Linked DNA regions of Mus musculus: region 1 is linked to region 2. A link is a contact called in public HiCAR-type data. All regions are on one chromosome and are shown on one strand. The core of a region is the stretch at or near the end of the contact, and the rest is flanking DNA. Distances in the headings are between cores, read along the strand shown. Region 1 holds the start of Slc39a10 (solute carrier family 39 (zinc transporter), member 10). Region 2 holds the start of Slc40a1 (solute carrier family 40 (iron-regulated transporter), member 1).

Region 1 (3,487 bases), core at 478-2,977, 930 kb after region 2:
GCGCATGGGTTCCTAACCACGCTTAGTTGATAGAATTCAGTTTTGTCAATTTGGGGAGAGATTAAAACCACTGAAATTCAGTTACTTTTCGGTGAGGATGTAACTTCCTGAATACAGGCCAAAATTACAGTAATACAAAACACTTAAATCCTTTAAGTATAATTTTTAGTTCTTGCTAGTTTGAAGTTAGTCATTATTAGGCAGGCCAGTACCGTTGATATTTAATGCTTTATTCAAGTATGGCTTACTCCATCAAAGCCAAATAGTTTCCCATTAACTCTTTCAATGTAACTTTATGTACCCTTAATAATCTATAGTCACAATCCAAGACCCTTATTCTAGAAAACACCAAATGCTAAAAATGCCCACCAGCACATTTTATTTCCTTCACAGCATTTATCACTTTATCACTGATGTGTCTTTCATCCTACTGTAATGTCCAATGCACATAGGAAGAGGGGTGTGTGGGATGGACTCCCAAGGTCCAGGAGAAATGACTCACAAGGTACTCAAATACTTGTAGATTACGGGAATCCTAACATTACTCTGTACACAGAAGTTCTGCTTTGTTTAGGCTTCCCAATAGCACTGTTAACAATTCTAAGCCTCCAGCTCTTGTATTACTTTTTCTTAATTACCATTAGATACACATCCAAAAAGAAAACATACAAGAAACCTGTCACCCGCTAGTTACCGCACTTAACGGAGACATAAATAAGTTTCTAGGAGACGGTGGGTTGTACTGTCTTTTAACTCATGCTTTGTGTCACTTGGAGCAGACACTGGGGTGAAGGACCCTTCCAAATCGGTGGCGGGGCGTCCTGCGGTGAGATTTCTTCCACGTGCCCAGCTCCTTAAACTCGGCCCATGTGGACAGGCTCCCACGTGAACGCGTCTTCTCAGAAGCCGCAGGAAGCCCTTCCACGTCACGCCACCCGACGCCTCGCCAGGCTGGAGAGTTCCGAAGACCCCCCCCCCCCCAAGGGAGGAGCGAAGCGTGGAGCGGATGCGGACCCCGCGGTGGGCCGGCCACTTCCCTCCGCTCCCAACCGCGCCCACGCCACCCTACACCCCGGTGGCCGGGAACAAAGCCCGCGGCCGCACCACGGTCGCCCCACAACCCGGCTCCGGGACCCGTGGGCTGCGCCACACGCAGTTCCCGCGCGCCCCACCGAGCCTTTTCGGTTGGCCCGGAGCTGAGCGGCCGCCGTCCGTTACCCCCCGCAGACGAGCCCCTGGGACCTGCCTCGGGTCCCGGGTCCCCCGTACGGCGGCCGCGGGAAGCCCGCGCAGCCCTCAACCGGCGCTGCCCGCTCCGCGGCCCCGCAGCAGGCCGTGGGGCGCGGGTCCCCCACCGCCGACGCGGCACACTCGGCTGGCCCCAGCCTCACGCGCCGCTCTCCTGCTCGCCGCCACCGCCTGCAGCAGCTGCGAACACACGCGTCCCAACCCAGAGGCCCCGGTGCCAGCCCCAACCCGGCCGCCCAGCCTCCCCAGCCGTCCCGGGACTCCCAGGCTCCGCCGCGCACGGGGCCGGTTCTGGGGGAGGGAATGTAAACAAATCGGGGTTTTATAGTTACCTCACACTCGAGTGCCGTGTGCATCTCCTCTCCGCTCGGTACCAAACCCCGGCTGCACCCAGTCGTGTATTCTCCAAAGCCGCCTGCGCTATCTGCGTCGCGGAGCCTAGCGCGAGAGCCGGCGCTCTACGCCGACGGCGCACTCAGCCTGCTCCGGCTCCCTGCGCAGCCGCACCCTGGCCGCCTCAGCGCTACGCCGGCGGCGCACCCGGCCCGCTCGGGCGCCCTGCGCAGCCGCACCTCGGCCTGATCGGCGCTACGCCGGCGGCGCACCGGCAGCGTTCAGCCATTCACTTCGCGGACGCGCCTGGCGTAGGAGAGCGGCGGCACCGGCGGGAGCTACACCGACTGGCGGCAACTGGAAGAAATTAGATCTACGCAAATTGCGGAGCTCTGTAGCTCCGCGCTAGTTTTGTTCTGAGAAAGGACTCCTCGGGGATTGGGGGGAGTTGGGGCGGCTTTTAACGCATGCGTGGAACGGCCTTGGTCGCCTCGCCTGGCCTCGCACGTCGGTTGCTGAGGCCTTGGGCTAGCGGATGAGACGTAGAAGCCTGGAGAACGAGCGTCCTAGGCCGAAGTTTCGGAGTGATCAATTAGGATTGCTGATCTGTACACGGGTTAGACATCTATATTAAATTAACTCCGCCCCCTCTGTCCCAGCGACCGTGCCAGTCTCTGGGCAAAACTAAACTTTAGTGCTATGTGCAAAGTGTTTTGCATAACTCCCCCCACCGCACCCCCATTTAAAGAGCACTTACAGTGGGACTTCCCAAACAGAAAGGAGTTGAGTTTAAAAATGTCACGTAGTTCTGGTAGCTTTGGGTACCCATCCAAGGACTTCCCACCACCTTCTCTTACTGGAACAGTTTTACACCCAAAGGCAAGCCCCCCCCCCCCCATCCGCCCAGCAACACCGGTGCATTCATGCTTATATCCTGCCTGTTCTTGGATCCCTTTGCTCACACCGCCATTCTCAATGGCCTCCTCCCCTCTTAAGCAACTAACAACCCACAATTTTCTTAAAAGGAGGCTCGGCAAACTCTTTGCTTCATTATTCATTACTCTGCTTCCTGACTCTTAATTCATGTCTAGGCTTATTTGTATTCTGCCCAGATGCCTGTGTTTCTGTATTCAAGCTGAGCGTATTTACTAGTGAAAGTGAATTCTGGCCTTGCTTTATGGATGAACAGAGTGCATATAACTCTGAGCAGTAGTAATTGCCAGCTTTATGTATCAGGTACCTCCAGCATGCTTTGCGTGTGTATTAATTTAATATTCCTAACAGACTGAAGAATGACTACCCAGGAAATAAAGTCATAGGAAATAAGTAACTTGCCTGAGAGAACCGAGGAGGGGCATAGAAAGCCAAACCTATTCGGTATGGCTACGTGGCCTGTCTCGCTGACTTGAACTCCATGAAAGAAGCTGTTTTGCCTTTTGTTTTCTACCTGTACACGGAACATCTTTCGAGTGCTTAATGAGTGGCTAAAACCACAGTGAGCTTCTTCTACTCCTCTTTCTCTGCTGTCAAAGGAAGACATTCTGATAAGTCCTCAGGCCTCAACATTAGTGGAAGAAGATAGCAGAGTGACCACAGTCCTCAGACCCATGAATTAAGCTGGGGATTACACAAAAAGTAATGACTTAAGTTGTATAGAGTTTACCAGTAGATCCTTTGGGTACAAAGCATTAAAATATCCAATTTGCCATGGTATTTTAAGGCTTCTAATTATTTGATTAAACACATTGTCAATATATATATATATATATATATATATATATATATATATATATATATATATATTTATAAACATTTTTCAAATAAGTTAGAGCCCTTGAGTCAAGTTTCGAGCAGTGATTTGGGGCTATTTGTTTACAAAACCAATGTTCACCTGGTTTGCACAGGT
Region 2 (3,798 bases), core at 1,174-3,673:
ATATATATATATATGTAAACAGAGTGACCCACAAGATACGAAGGACATAAAACAAAATTAGCAATCCTTTCTTGCATTCCTTTGCAGTGAGGAATAAAATCCGACCCACCCTTCTATGGCTTCCAGTGCTATTGTTACTTTTCATCCCTCTTTCTCCCGAGGACCTGTCCATTTACTTAATTTACTATTAGGTTTCAACAAGCATCTTTCATTTTCTTTTGGAACTTGCTTTAAATTTTCTGACGGAAGTCTTTTTCAAATTGCCCTGGAACACACATAGCTCCTCTCATGTTTCTGGAGCCTGACACCCAGTCTGTCACCCAAAGGTCACATGAACCTGGAAGTTAATCAGTGCTTAGAAGCGAGGCACCTGGTTGTCCAAGGGGACTTCAGACACGTCCATTACTGGTCCTTTTAATGCTTATTATGACATTAAATTGGGAGAACAAACTATTGGTTTAGATGTATAAAGGGTTCTTCACTGTTTTGTTTTGCTTTTCCCCCTTATACCCATCTTCAAAGCAAACTCTAGCCAATTCCACTTTGTTTATTCATTTATTTGCAAAATCACCCCCTTTGTAAGCATTCAAAAAGATGGGAGCTTCCTTTTCTAAAAAGTTATCTAGGACTGCTATTCCTTAGAGAGCCAACAACCCAACTTAATTTCCCAATGGCATAGGGAATACATTTCCTCATGATGGTTTCCATTCACGTCTTATAAATCAATCAATAGGGGATTTCATTAAAAAGAAATTAGCACTTCAAAATATTCTTTAGAAATTCATTTTCCTTATTTGTAACGCACAGAATATGTTTATGCTTTTAAGCAGTAAGAATGATTGTTTAACCCGACAGTTTCTAATAATTATCCATTGAGCACAGCCAGCCTGCTAATGAGTATCGAGGAGTTGATAGAGGATCCCAGGCCAGCAGAAAAACTGAGATTCTCCCATAGGAAGCCAAAGGAAGAACTGTGAATCCATAGCTAATTTTCATTGGGTGGTGGCTTTTAACACTACCCACAAATTAAGTAGCCACAGATAACAACTTCGAAGATTAGAGCTGTTATCATTTAGATGTTTGATCATTGATTAGGTATACTTAAACTCATCTTACAATACTATTGTAATCCTATTATGCCAGTTTTCGCCAGTCTACCCTTGTACTCTGTTTCTATAATGCTGCATGCTGGTACCAGACGTAAACCCAAGAGGGCCCATGAAATACCTTTCCAGTTCAGTAGGAGGCCCAGTTAGAATTTACCAACCCTAGTAACTATGCAAGTTTTCCTGTCCTTGTGGATCTTGTTTCAAACAGTTGTCGGTCTATGTAAAGCTTTAGAATTTCACTATTAAGTAAAATTTACTAACACTCATGGGAAACATCTTTGAAGAAAACAACGTTTTTGTTGAAACATGTGTTTTAGAACGATTTATTTACTTAACGGAATGAGAAAACTGCAAGTTCTCCAATACAACTGTCTCCGATGAGAGTAAACAACAGCTTGTGCAACGATGTCTCAAGAACTGTGTGCATTCTCACTTACCCAAGTGGAGAGAGAGTGGCCAAGGTAGAGGAGGAATTTTGCTGAGGTCAGGTAGTTTGCTAAGGATCCTAGAAAGGCACAGAGAACAAGTTAAAAAACGTGTTTAAGCACCCCAATGTGCTCAGATTAGAATTTGCTTTTGGTCGTAATTAAGTCTGATTTTTTTAAACAGGTCACTTACAAGACTGATGCATTCAGTTTACTTAATAGCATCCACTTAAGATTCAGCGTTGTCTCTTGGTCAATAACCGCCCCAACTTCAGGCAGTGAAGAAACTCTTGTTTCAACATTCCTTAACTTTGGTGGGGTTTGTTTTTTTAATGCAAGAAATTTCACCCTGCCCAGGTTACTCTATCCCTGCCTATATGTAAGTTCTTTTATTCAAACTATGAGTTTATATTCTTCTTCACCCTCCATCAAAACCCAAGTCAACCCTCATGGAACTACATCTCCCCGTCCCCACCTGCATTCCCACCATTTGAAACATTCGATTACTCAACTCACCACAGCATCCTTCCTGATGGGTTTGATCTCTTGCCTTGGTCATGACACCAGGCGTTCTCCCCTTGTTTGTTCTGATGCTGGTAGCTTTAGCTGCTCTTGCCCGGGAGCTTGTTCACAGGAGTGAGAGGAACCGAAGATAGCACCAGTATAAGCACAACAGCCTTATGCCGAAAGACCCCAAAGGACAACTAAGGCAAACAACAACAGCAAAGCTGTCACGGGGTCTTCTTTTTGTCTTCTTTCCAAACTTAGCTAACACTGTAGCTGAAGTTGGAAAGCCAAAGCCTTATGGGAGCGGGTTGGAGGATCCACCGGCCGCAGGAGACCCCGAGCCTGCTCTCGCCGCCGCCGCCGCCGCCGCCACCGCCGCGGGCAGGGCAGCGGCTTATAGGGAGCCGGGGGCGGAGCTTGAGAGAGCAGGGACCGCCCTTCGCGGCTGGACGTCCAGGTCCGCGCCAGCTACGCTCCCACCGCCCTCCCAGGAGGCGCAAACAACCTGCGCTTTGGCTGGGCTACCGCAGGAGAAGCCAAGGGGTGACCCGCACAGTAGGACGGGGACTGTATGCGGACCCCGAGGGGACACTACAGAAACATTTTGCACAAAGTCGTTTGGCAGGTGCTAGAAGGAAGCTCTTCTCTCTGGCCACCAGATTGCCGGACAGTCCCTAGGCAAAGCTCAGCGGGAGCTGGCGCGGAAAAAAAGGAGCCTCCCACCCTAGCTACCCTTCGGAATGCAGGTAGCTAAGTAAATACAAGTCATGTCCGGCCTGCCTGCGGCGCAGAATGTTTTCCTTCTCCGAACTATAGAGAGGGCTCTCTCTCAAAAGCTGCGGAATCAAAGCTCAGGAAGCAGGCTCAAAGATCACAATGTAGCCCCGCGCAGCCCAGTGATCGAACGCAGGCCGCCTTCTGTGCCACAGGCACTGCAAGGAGGCAGCGCCCTTCACTGTCCTTTCCCTCTGAGTTCTAACCCTAGCCGCTCCTGCCTCTTTGGCTACTCCACAGGCTCCAAGTGCTGAAGGGAAGTAACCAGGAATACCGGTTGTCCCAGTTGGGACCCTGGGTCTGGCCCCGTGCAGATAAAGCCCTTTTGGTAGCCTCCTGGGGGGACAGGTGAATACACACCAGGTGTAAGCCTCTAATGACCTCCGTTTCCTCCCCAGGGCATACCTGCTTCTTGTGTCAGCCCTTCCCTTCCCTTACCTTTGTCAGGTTTGTCAACACTTCAAGAGTGATCCTAAACATTGAAACTCCAACCGGCTTGCACTCTTCCAGCCCTGCCAGAATGACACCTGGTAATGAAGAGAGCCACTCATGAGCACAGGCCTTGTATCTGGACTCTCTATCAGAAGCCCCAAAGGTCTTTGCGGGCGGGGTGCAGCTGGATTCGTTAGGATGAGGTCTGCAGAACCGAGATAGGGCTTTGCTACTGCAACCGCTTTTTGTCCTTTGCAAACCTTTCTCTCTCCTGACACACAAAACGTTTAAGTCCTTTCTCCTCTATCGCAGGTTCGGGTATGTCTGCTGAAGTTGCAAAATGGGGTAGTATATCCAAATGTCTTTTGGAGTAAACCTAAAGTGTGCTTACATGAAGCACTTAGGAAGGGATCATCTAGCAAGTTCTGACGGTTTCTTTCTCTCTGTCTCTCTCTGTCTCTGTCTCTCTGTCTCTCTGTCTCTCTCTTCCCCCAGCCCTTCCTTCCTTTCCTTTAATTTTGTTGATCTTCAGAATACAAACTATCCTGATT

The links. HiCAR-type assays count read pairs that join an accessible place to other places.
Region 1: a HiCAR-type map of astrocytes shows a contact between it and region 2, with 3 times the contacts expected there. The contact joins the promoter of Slc39a10 here to the promoter of Slc40a1 in region 2. A contact is called at or near these places in 1 of 39 promoter capture datasets (neutrophils) and 1 of 115 datasets of contacts at active chromatin or transcription factors (astrocytes).

What each region holds. Positions count from the first base shown.
Region 1 is chr1:46,851,891-46,855,377 of GRCm38.p6, forward strand. It overlaps Slc39a10 (solute carrier family 39 (zinc transporter), member 10), which reads right to left and starts at 1,728. Exons shown (of 10, transcript NM_172653.3): 1 at 1,581-1,728.
Region 2 is chr1:45,923,171-45,926,968 of GRCm38.p6, forward strand. Slc40a1 (solute carrier family 40 (iron-regulated transporter), member 1) reads right to left here and starts at 2,424. Exons shown (of 8, transcript NM_016917.2): 1 at 2,051-2,424; 2 at 1,547-1,614. The coding sequence starts at 2,093.